Regions from separate parts of the Sus scrofa genome. Here all the other regions are linked to region 3. The links are chromatin contacts, called in public HiChIP or PLAC-seq maps. All regions are on one chromosome and are shown on one strand. Each heading gives the region's core, a stretch centred on a gene start, on an enhancer-like site or on the middle of the called end of the contact. The rest is flanking DNA. Distances are from core to core; before and after follow the strand shown.

Evidence for each region. HiChIP or PLAC-seq counts read pairs in DNA pulled down with a chosen protein or histone mark.
Region 1: an H3K27ac HiChIP or PLAC-seq map of alveolar macrophages shows a contact between it and region 3. The contact joins the promoter of SOCS4 here to the promoter of GMFB in region 3. A contact is called at or near these places in 1 of 5 promoter capture datasets (fetal liver) and 1 of 2 datasets of contacts at active chromatin or transcription factors (alveolar macrophages).
Region 2: an H3K27ac HiChIP or PLAC-seq map of alveolar macrophages shows a contact between it and region 3. The contact joins the promoter of MAPK1IP1L here to the promoter of GMFB in region 3. A contact is called at or near these places in 2 of 2 datasets of contacts at active chromatin or transcription factors (alveolar macrophages and skeletal muscle).

The regions. Positions count from the first base shown.
Region 1 is chr1:184,376,804-184,380,693 of Sscrofa11.1, forward strand. SOCS4 (suppressor of cytokine signaling 4) reads left to right here and starts at 2,214. Exons shown (of 2, transcript NM_001162889.1): 1 at 2,214-2,515. WDHD1 (WD repeat and HMG-box DNA-binding protein 1) reads right to left here and starts at 2,171. Exons shown (of 26, transcript XM_021102265.1): 1 at 2,064-2,171; 2 at 1,763-1,855. The coding sequence starts at 1,839.
Region 2 is chr1:184,399,276-184,402,930 of Sscrofa11.1, forward strand. MAPK1IP1L (MAPK-interacting and spindle-stabilizing protein-like) reads left to right here and starts at 2,069. Exons shown (of 4, transcript XM_021102280.1): 1 at 2,069-2,328. All of the region lies in intron 2 of LOC110262207 (a long non-coding RNA gene), which reads right to left.
Region 3 is chr1:183,861,932-183,865,584 of Sscrofa11.1, forward strand. It overlaps GMFB (glia maturation factor, beta), which reads right to left and starts at 1,403. Exons shown (of 7, transcript NM_001244461.1): 1 at 1,324-1,403. The coding sequence starts at 1,326. It overlaps CGRRF1 (cell growth regulator with RING finger domain protein 1), which reads left to right and starts at 1,528. Exons shown (of 11, transcript XR_002346942.1): 1 at 1,528-1,698.

The DNA of each region.
Region 1 (3,890 bases), core at 964-3,463, 520 kb after region 3:
TCACAAATTCATCTCCCATCAATCTCTGCATCACTCTCTACACTTCATCACGACCCCACTGCCCCCACCACCCATCTCTTCATACTTCTTAATGCCCCCTTAATCTTCCAATCTCATCTCAAGAAACACTTCCTCAGGAGTTCCTGTTGTGACTCAGCAGTTAACGAAATCCGACTAGTATTCATAAGAACGCAGGTTTGATCCCTGGCCTTGCTCAGTGGGTTAAGGATCGGCGTTGCTGTGGGCTGTGGCATAGGCCAGCAGCTACAGCTCCAATTCAACCCCTAGCCTGGGAACCTCCATATGCCATGGGCATAGCCCTAAAAAGACCAAAAAAAAAAAAAAAAAAAAAAAAGAAAAAAAGAAAAAAAAGAAACACTTCCTCAGAGAGGCTTTCCCTGCCTCAAACTAAATCAACTTCCCCTCATATATGCTAAATATACACTTATTTTTGCAACTGATTTGTACTCTTTCAATCTACAAAGATCTTAAGGGAAAAGATTATGCTTTAGGCTATTGTATCTCTAGCCCCCACTGGAGTAGACATGCAAATTTTTTTTTAGTGAATGAATCAACATAGGAGGAATAGCAGAAGTCACACAATTAGACAGTACTGCATAGGAACGGGATTTAGAAAAATAAAATGGATGATGGAAGAAATTCTCACAGTGAGGTATGGGGAAATCATCTGGCTTATACATGATTTAACTTAAAACTTTATCCTAACTAGAACAGCCTGTCTTATGGACTGTCAAACATAGGCTGTTCATTGGCTTTAACCACTAAGGAGAAGAATTCATTAAAATATCAAAATGGAGTAACTGCAGTTCAAGTATTCAAAACGGAGCTAGGTGGCCACTGTGGTTTTAGACACATTCCTGCATTACTGAGAACCTGAATTTTCTGAACTATATTGTACCCTAGGATACCACCAACCGTTCTCAAAACAATATGCTAGCAGTTGCCAGCTGCAATTCTATGGTATCAAGGTCTCCCCTTATAACTATGCAACCATACTGAACAAGTAACCCTTACTTAACAAGCACCCTTAATTCTCACCAGCTGCAGTTATAACTCTTCACAAACAACTTACGTAACTTTGCAGTATTCGCTGTTATAAGCCTCCCTCATTGTGCAGTCTGATAGAACACAATTTAAGTGCTTTAATCTGTGTCTCCTGGGCTACAGCCCTCAGCTTGGCTCAAATAAAACTCTTTTCTATTCCTAGTATAGGCCATTTATTGATTATTTCCCTCTACAGGGACTAGAATAACCCTGCGACAATATCACCACTTAGGAACCAAGCTGAAGAAATAAGAGGAAAAAAAAAGCTGTTTGAAAGTTAAATACAATTTAGAACGGGAAAGGGCATCATAAAAGGCAAGGAAGGATAAAATATCCCGAAGACAGAAAGGGCCACTAAATTTGACAAACAAGCAGCTACTGATCTAGCAAAAGAACTATTATTAATAATAATAGTGTGAGATGCTCAGGGGACGTGAACAAAGGGTTAATGTGGGGAAAAGCTCACACCCTTCCAACTCCTCTGGAAGTAAGATTTCACGCTCCTTAACTTTCTTGATACACTGAATTACCACGGTCTGAATGAAACAGTAAATATGAGGAAATATATGTGCCATTTTAGATTTCAACCTTATTTCTATCCGAATAATTTTAGGCAGACAGCTAACAGGACATATAAGAATAACTGTTCTAATAAATCACACCTGAAACGTTCCTTTTGCTTCTCAAAGTGCCTTACCTCCCAGAATCATCAAAACAGACATCTGTGTGTCCCTCTGTGTGTCCATATCTCATAGGCTTCTGTGTGGCAGGCATCTTTTCCTTTACCTACCTGAAAATGTTTTATAAAAGCTAGTGTTATTTTAAAGCGGCAAGAAGAGAGGTTAGTCTCCTCCCGGACACACCTCGGCAGCCCCTTTTCCCCCACCCGAGGGGCAGAAACAGGATACAGGAGAGGCTTGTAAGACACTAAGCCAAGAAAAAGACACGCTTCTCCTCCATGGGCCGCACGGACGCTGACTGCAGGGAGGAAAACTCACCCAGCAGACCGGACCCCTGCGACTGTGAAAAGCCAGAAGCCAGCGCGCTCAGGGCCGCTTCCCGCGCTTGGCGTGATCGCATACGGCGCCTGCGCCAGTCCGCCCACGCCCAGCGCGGGTCTGGACCCAGGTCGCCGAGCGGTGGCGTCAGCGGCGCGCCGGCCGCCTGGGAAAAAGCCGGTTGCTGGGGGAGTGAGGAAGAAAGGGAGGGAGCCGAATACGGAAGTGGTGGCATCGCTGGGAGAGCGGGTGGAGGCAGTGACGGCGATATCGAAGATGAGAACCCAGCGCCGAGGGATAGAGGCTTGCAGACCGGCATCCGCCTTCTAGGACCTACAGGAGGTGCTGGAGTGGGTGGGCCTCACTCCTCCCCCTCAGCGAGCACCCAGAGTGATGGCGGTGCTGATGGCGGCAGTTACTCGGACAGCCCTAGTTAAACTGCACTCCGAGAGGTGAGAGGGGGAAGGGTGATTGCTGCCTGGCAGTGCCCGTCGGGGTCTGCTTCTACTTGCTAAGCGCTTCTCACAGGCAACCATATCCCGGTCCCTTAATGGGTCCAGCCCCTCCTTGCGACCCGGCTAGGGAACGAGATCTTTGGGCATGTTCTTTGGAGAAGAGGTAGGCGAGATCCTTCTCTAGCCTTCAATCTTGGCATTCTTCGCTCCTTCACCTTGTCATTTCTATATAGATAAAAGAGAGAAGAGTTAATCTCAGTTCATGGTTCCTGGAGGTCTGGCATGTACATTAATGCTTATTCTTTAGGACATTTCATATGCATCCCTTAAAAAGAAACTCAGGTTTCCGTATTCAGACCCTTCCTAAAGTTCACTGAAGTTCATTTTCAGATTAAAAAAAAAAGCAGCAGCAGCAGCACTGGAACTAGAGTATTTTGTTGAATACTTGGTTCGATCCTTGCGGTCTTTGCTAAGCTCTTGGCCATTCAGTTTATGCTGTCCTTGTGTCTTCACGTTCTCCATGTTGGGAAACCAGTCTTTGATGAAAACCTTCACAATGACATTTTTGTGTGGTACCCACCTTCTGGTCTCAATCGGACGTTGTTTATGACGTAAGTGGAACGTTTTTCTATTGTAGAGATTTTTCCCATTGTTTTTCAGTCTAGTTCCTTTGGGAAAAGTTGCAAACGCACATTTAGACAAACCGTGGTATTGTTCTTAATGAGGCGGCATTGTGAAAGGTGTTGTTTTGAGTACTAGGGCTCCAAGTAGGCTTGCCAGACACTGAGGTTTGACATATGAATGAAGATGAAGAGTGATTGGCTGAAAAAGAACTTGGGGTTTGTGGAAAAATAACCAACCTATTGTTGATTTCCCACAAGAGCAAAAGATATTCTGAGATTATTTTTTCCGAGTGAGTTAATTTTATTTGGAGATCATTCGTTGTCTAGATAGACTGATTTTAGATCTAATTTTTTTTAATCCGAGTCAATATCATCAGATAGACTAGGGGTTCAAGGCGAACTCTGATAGTATGTCCAGTAAATCTTCATGAAATGTCAGTGTAGTGCTTTTCAGAGCTAAGCATAAGCAGAATCTGCATATTTGGAACTAAAGTTATAGCTATAAAATGCCCTAACTATAAAATCTGTAACACCATGTGACTTTAAAATTATGAATGGTGTCCACATTGCTTTCACTCTGCCTTAGCAACCGAGCTGTTTTATTCATAGGTTTAACAAATTTCACAGGTATGGAAATTAACACACACGTTCAATGATCTTGAGCTTTAGAAATGACCTTGAATATATGCTTCTTTACTTTTTTGGAATGTCAGTTTCTTCTCTAAAATGTAGGTTACCTTTATAGAATT
Region 2 (3,655 bases), core at 819-3,318, 540 kb after region 3:
AAAATTTTAAATCTGTTACACATTTTCCTTTAAGTTTTTAGTGTCTCATTTTGGGTCCTCCAGAAGCAGATGCCAGGATGTGACTGAATGTGCAAGAAATTTATTGGGGGGGGGTGCACACCTATTAAGAAAAAAGGGAAGAGAGGAGGAGAAGGTGGGAAGTCTTCATCTCACATTGCAGATCTGACATCTCTGAAAGGAAACACTGGGTAGGGAGGGCAGTGCAGTTCTAAAAAAGCTAGGTGGGGATTTAGTTCCCAGTAGAGAGAGGTTGCCTGTAGAAGGCCACATGAGACAGAGCTGCATAGCTCTGGAACTTCCACCATGCTCAGTTATTGACTGGGAACATAGGAAGAGCTGGAGGCTGTTGCTCACTCTGATACACATGACCAGGACTAGAATGAGGTGAGTGAAGCACTCAATGTGGACACAAAATTTTTTCGACCAAAAGACAGTGATGAATTTTTTTTGTGCAACATTTAAGAATCAAAAGAAGGAGTTCCCATTGTGGCGCAGTGGTTAACGAATCAGACTAGGAACCATGAGGTTGCGGGTTCGGTCCCTGCCCTTGCTCAGTGGGTTAATGATCCGGCGTTGCCGTGAGCTGTGGTGTAGGTTGCAGATGCGGCTCGAATCCCGCGTTGCTGTGGCTCTGGTGTAGGCCGGTGGCTACAGCTCCGATTCGACCCCTAGCCTGGGAACCTCCATATGCCGTGGGAGCGGCCCAAGAAATGGCAAAAAGAAAAGCCCAAGAAATGGCAAAAAGACAAAAAGAAAAAAAAAGAAATTTACAGTAGGAGTTCCCTTCCAGGTGCAGTGGTTAACGAATCAGACTAGGAACCATGAGGTTGCTGGTTTGGTCCCTGGCCTTGCCCGCCTTGCCAAGTGGGTTAATGATCCGGCGTTGCCATGAGCTGTGGTGTAGGTTGCGGACGCGGCTCGGATCCCGCATTGCTATGGCTGTGGTATAGGCCCCCGCATTGCTGTAGCTGTGGTGTAGGCCGGCGGCTACAGCTCCGATTCGACCCCTAGCCTGGGAACCTCCACATGCCGCGGGAGCCGCCCTAGAAAAGGCAAAAAGACAAAAAAAAAAAAAAAAAAAAAGAAAAGAAAAGAAATTTACAGTAAAATGTCCCTTCAACATCTTACGCAAAGAAGCAAAAAGTTGTAAAAATATCGCATACTTGTAATTTTTACATGTAAAATACATGTACGTTTTATATGTGTTTTGCCCATAGTTATGCAAAATTATTACCACATAGCTATATATATATATACCACATAGCTATATATAGCTGGTAATCTTCATTACCAGCTAGCTAGCAGGTTCCTTGATGGTGGGGCCACGTGTCAATCATCTTTTGGGTGTGACAGAGTAGGTATTTAAAGGTATATTCGAAAGTGGACAAGTGGAGTGAGACTCTCCGCGTAGCAGCGGGTTAAGGAACCGGCATTGTCAATGCTGCTGCTTAGGTCGCTGCTCTGGCTCAGCAGGTTCTACCCCTGGCCCAGGAACTTCCACATGCCAGGCGTGGCAAAAAAAAAAAAGTAAGGACAATACTAAATGAGAAAAATCTACAAAGACATCCGTTGTTTCTGTAGTTAGTATCAATTTGTCAAGCTATTTATAAACAAAATTTTTTTTGTCTTCCCCTTCCCGTATGGTTGCTTTAGCTCTCCCCAGTTTTGGTCAAATGATCCATGTCCAGAGATTAGGCTGCTTTCACACCTAGCCAGCTGTGGCTCTAGAGACCACCAGCTGTAGGGAATCCAGAACCTGCCTTCAAGCCTCTCCAGGAGACAAGTTAGCAATTTCAGCCAGACTGCTCAGAACGTCACCGGCCCCTAGCGTTTCCTCCAGATTGCCCAAAACTCCGGAAAACCCAGAGCTTTCCTCTAGCCCAACTGGAGGAAAGAGCCGCCCTAGGGCAAGCACAAGGGGCAGGGGGCCGCGGGGGCCTGGACGGCCGCAGTGCTACCGGGCCCCTCTAGGGGGCGCGCGCGGCCGGCCCGACCCAGCCGAGCCGACCCGAGGGAAGGCGGAGCGCGGGCGGGGGCTACGCGCTCGGAGCTCGACGCTTCCTGTTCCGGCGCCAGGAGGAGCCGCGCGCTGCTGGTGCTGCTGGTGCTGCCGCCCCCGCCGCCGTCGCCGCTGCCGTCAGTAGGGTTGCGCTCGGTTCTTCAGCGCCAAGTTCCTGCGGACCCATCGCCACTTCTAGACCTTTCCGCGGGCTCGGATCTTGTCGGGTGAGACTGCTTGGGCACTAGCGGAATCGTGGAGGAGAGCGAGGGATCACGCCCAAGCGGGAGGCGGGAGCGGTAACGGAGGTGACTGGAGTAGCTTCTTGGGGGATGGAGGGCTAAGGCTTTCCCCCCGTCATCCTGCTCCCGGCAGCGGGCTGATCTCCGGATCGCCCCCCGGGAGGAGGTGTGGGAGGCGGGTGACGTCGCTCGGGACGGGTTTCTCCGTGCTTGACGTCAGGCTTGGCTGGGGGGCGGGGCGGGGAGCGGGCCTGGCCCCTCCCCCACCCCTTCCCGGGCGGGCACGACCCCTCCCCCATCCCTTCCCGGGCGGGCACGACCCGCTCGCTAGCCGGTTAGCTCCGGTTGATCCCGGACTCCTTTTGTTCGTCTGGCCCTAAAGGGCTGCGGGCCTCGAGCCCCTTGGCCCAGCCCGCCTCCCTCATTCATTACTTCTACTGAAAGGGAGAGGCAGGCCCGATTCTTGGAGGCGTCCTTGGAGCTAATTGAGATTATTCGCAGTGTAACATTCTGGTCGGTATTTCTAGAGCAATTGAAAGCAATTAGAGGAACACCCGTGACAGAAACTATGAGAAGTCCTCAGTTTTGTAATACTCCCCATTTTTAGGATTTAGGAGCGCTTGGTAGCTTTGGACCGTTTTCTTTTAAAAACCAAGAGTAATACTTTTAATAAATATAGATTCTACTGTTGAAGAATCAAACCGTACCCACCTGACCGGAAAAAAGTTTCTAGCATTGCTAGTAAAGAAATACACACTCAGACACCTAGTGGTTCTGAGCGCCTGTTTTGAAAACTAACTCTCATTACATGCGAAGGTAGCCTTAAGAAATCTTACAAAAGTTCTTTTGTTCAGGAGTGTTCATGGGGCAGGAAGAATAGAAATTTTCCTTGCTGCTGGCATTTCTGAACCTCCTGGTCATAACTAGGTTGTCTCCAACTTGTATATACCGGCGTGTTCTTCTCCTCTTTCCAGGAGGAACAGAGCCAATCGCCTAATCGAAATCTTTGGGATCAGTATGTTTTGGAATTCAGAAATCTTTGGATTTTTATCTTTAGAATTTAGAAAGACAATAAGGTGCATAGATGAGAGATCACTCCAGCAGAGTCTGGGCAGCACCCTAATCCATTATTAACATTTGTGCAGATATAGGTAGGAATTAATGAAAATGAGAAATAACGTCAGGTCAGATTTTTGCCACCAAGTAAGGTGTACACCGAACTTGGGAGCATTTCTTTCATTTTTAGAGGTTTCTGAATTGAGAACTACAGATAAGGTTTGTGGACCTATGGTAGCAGTTGTAAAAGCTGAGTTTTGCTGTGTGCCAGACAGTGACCAAGAGGTGTGTTTATTATGCAGGTCTCAATAAATCTGAGTGAGAGTGGGCGCTATTC
Region 3 (3,653 bases), core at 153-2,652:
CTACCTTTCACTAAGTTAAGGAACACTGAGGAAGACCAAGTTTGAGGGGAAAAAGGAGTTCTATTTTGGACACTAAGCAGGCTCTAAGGCACTCAAGTGGGGAAAGCTTTCTTTCCAGGGGATGCTAACTAAAGAGCAGGATAGGTAGGGCTGATCTCAGAAGCAACATTTGCAATACAAATTCACAAGTCATCTACACATAGGTAGGTAGTAACTGAAACTAATGAATGTAGAAAGGAGAGAAAGAATACAGAATGGAAAATGAAGCATTAGGATAGAGCTCAGGACTCCTTGTGATGTACAGGGAAGGAGAGCTGCATGGGACACAGACAGACCAACAAGAGAAGAAAAATGAGTTTTGTATTCTAGAAGCCAAGGGGGAAGCACAAAGGAAGAGAATGTTTCAAAGAGGAGAGCATGATCAACACTGAGAATACAGATAAGGAAAGATGAGAATTGAAGAGAGTCCCTTGGATTTAGTGACCATGAAATATATTCGATGAAGGTGGGTTGAAAAATGAATGGGGAGTTAGAGAAAAGGACAGCAGGAATTTTGTGTTTTATTTCTAATTACAGAAATGAGAAGCATATTCTTAAATCCCATGAGAAAGATTCAGGAGACCCCGGCTTGGGCAATCAGTGAAATCATCCACTTTATTTTTGCGCGTGGGGTCGAAACCACACAAGAAAGGAAGCGAGAGCCCCCAGACACAAAAAACGAAAGCTTTTGACAGTCACTTTAAAATCAAGCGTCAAAGCGCTGGGTCGAAAGGTTTCCAACTGCCATAACTCGAAGAAAGCAAGGATAAGGAAAAATCATTAGAAGCACGTCAGGAAGCTTAACGCGATGCCGAAAGAACGGAATCAAAATTCGAGCCTTCCCCGCAAAGGCGGCCAGGCGGAAGGTACTCGGCGCCTGCCGGTCCCTCGGGCCTGCAGAGAAGCAGGTGTTTGGGGGAGTTCCTCCGAAGGACCAGACCCCCGGCCCCTCTGACCCTTCAGCGCAAAAGCTAGAAGCCGCCCCCACCTCCCCATCCAGAAGGACGCGGTGAGCATGACCCACCCCTACTGGCCGCACCCCAGTCCCCGAGCCTGCTGGGCGAGTCGACTCCGGGCCCGGCAGGAGGATGCTGCCCTTGGCAAAGGCGGCAGCGGCGGCGGGCGGGGGCCAACTCGCAGCAAGAGAGAAACTACCAGCAGCCAGGCCGGAAGCGGCCGCCGACCCACCCGGGGCGCTGCCCGCCGATACCGGCTTCGGCAAACAGGAAAGCCCGGCGGGCTGGCCCAGCCCTCCGGCCCCCGCCCTCCCCGGCAGCAACTCACCATTTTCCTTCCGGCCGTCAGCAGCCTTTCGCCTCCCCTTGGGCCCCTTTAAGAATGGCACGGCTGCCGCCTCCGTTCCTGCACGGCGCCTGGCAGAGCCGCCCCCACCAGCTACGCGGCAGCTGCAGGGCAGCACGTGACCGCCAACGGTGGCCGGCGCGGCTCAAACTTCGCAGGAACGCGAGTGCCCCCGCCCCTTCCATTTCTCCCGCGCTGTTTCTTGAACCCTCCAGTGGACGCTATCGGATTCGGAGTGGAGGACTTCCAGTGCCAAAATGTATCCTCAAAATTCGAGCCAGTTTTTGCTTCCTTTCAACCCTCCTCAATCTCTGAGAGAAATTTCATGGTGACATGATTGAGTCAACGATTTCAATGGTAAATGTGTGTGTTTGACCCCAACCTACCTTTCAAATTCCACCTCCCTCAAACCTAGGTACACCTGCCTTTCCTCTCACCCTCTCCGGAACCCTTGCCCCTACTCTGACCACCTTGCGGGACTTGGTAAATACATTTCTTTCTTGATGGTGTTTATTTATTCAAGTCTGATTGCGTGATGATTCATGTCTAGATGAGTGTTCTCATGAGCCATTGCCTAATCGCGCATTAAGAAGTTTCTGTAGGGGCAAGTTTACTTTTGAACCCGGTGGTTTGGAAGAAGTAAGGTTTGAACTCAGAATTCGTACACGTGTCTTCAATGAAAGAAGCTAACTGGGGCAGGAGCTCACGGAGTTTACAGCTTATCCTCAGCTGGTGCATGGTCCATAGTTGATGCTTGCTTCTTATTTACTGAATGACGAAAGAAGCAGAGAAAAAAGAAAATTCCAGAACATGCGCCCACTGCCATCCTTCTTCATTAGTATTAGACTGGATTATTAGAATATTTAAAGTTTATATTTAATGTTAAATTTAATGAATTGTTAGCATATTAATAAATACCATTAAGTCAGAGTTAAAATATATAACTTAGGAGTTCCCGTCGTGGCACAGTGGTTAACGAATCCGACTAGGAACCATGAGGTTGAGGGTTCGATCCCTGCCCTTGCTCAGTGGGTTAATGATCCGGCGTTGCCCTGAGCTGTGGTGTAGGTTGCAGACGCGGCTCGGATCCCGCGTTGCTGTGGCTCTGGCGTAGGCCGGTGGCTACAGCTCCGATTGGACCCCTAGCCTGGGAACCTCCATATGCCGCGGGAGCGGCCCAAAGAAATAGCAAAAAGACAAAAAAAAAAAAAATATATATATATATATAACTTAATTTGATCCAATACCTACGTTTTCTCATAAATTAGAAAACTAGAAAGTTTAACTAGTAAGAAATTCCACAGCTCAGCTACATTCTCTTAGTGACCTGCCCCCATAATACTTTTTACTATGATAAGAGAACTGGTAAATTTGACACCTAGTACCATGTAAGAAATGATGGGAGAGAAAATGATTGTTATTAGTCCATGAACAATTATATTAGAGTTTAGCATAGATTCTTCCCCACCCCCATCTTTTCCCGTCTCCTCTCTCCATCTATGAGAGGAATTAGAGGAAAAGGTGAAAAAATTAATGTTTAGCTACATGACATTTCACCTGATAAATAGTAAATCCATTGTTTTCCCCTTTCATGTTGTTCTTTTAATGTTTTCCCAATGTTATTGGCTATGAAATGGGCAAAGTCTCATGTAGACCCAAGAGAGGCTGGACAGAGGCTGGATGTAGTGACAAGAAAAGGACAATGATGAAAATGTGATTTATTTTACTATGTGGGAAAATGAATATAGACTATGAACAGAAATATTACTTGAACTCAGACTGTAGAATATTCTTGCCACCAGAAAAAAAAAATTATACCTATTTTAAATGTTTGGGAATGCTGTTCTGGCTTGGGTTATTCTGAGGGGGAAAAAGTTCCAGAATATTTTCCAGCACTTTTCTGCTTGGGTAACCCTATACAAATCAAGAACCTGTAAATATTAGTTTATGTAAAGGTCACCGAAATGTGTTTTATCTTGGGGAAGCATTTGACATCAAGACAAGATCAGGGTCAAAAGGAAAAGAGCATTTCCACTTAAAAATCGAGGGATGATCAGAATTAGAATAATCTTGGAATTCCTGTTGTGGCTCAGAGGTTAAGAACCCGATATAATATCCATGAGGATGTTGGTTCAATCCCTGGCCTTGCTCAGTGTGTTAAGGATCCGGTGCTGCTGCAAGCTGGCTGTAGGTCACAGAAGATGTGGCATAGACCAGCAGATTCAACCTCTAGCTCAGGAACTTCCATATGCTGCAGGTGTGGCCATTAAAAGAAAAAAAAAAAAGAATTAGAATAATCTTTTCTGGCCTGA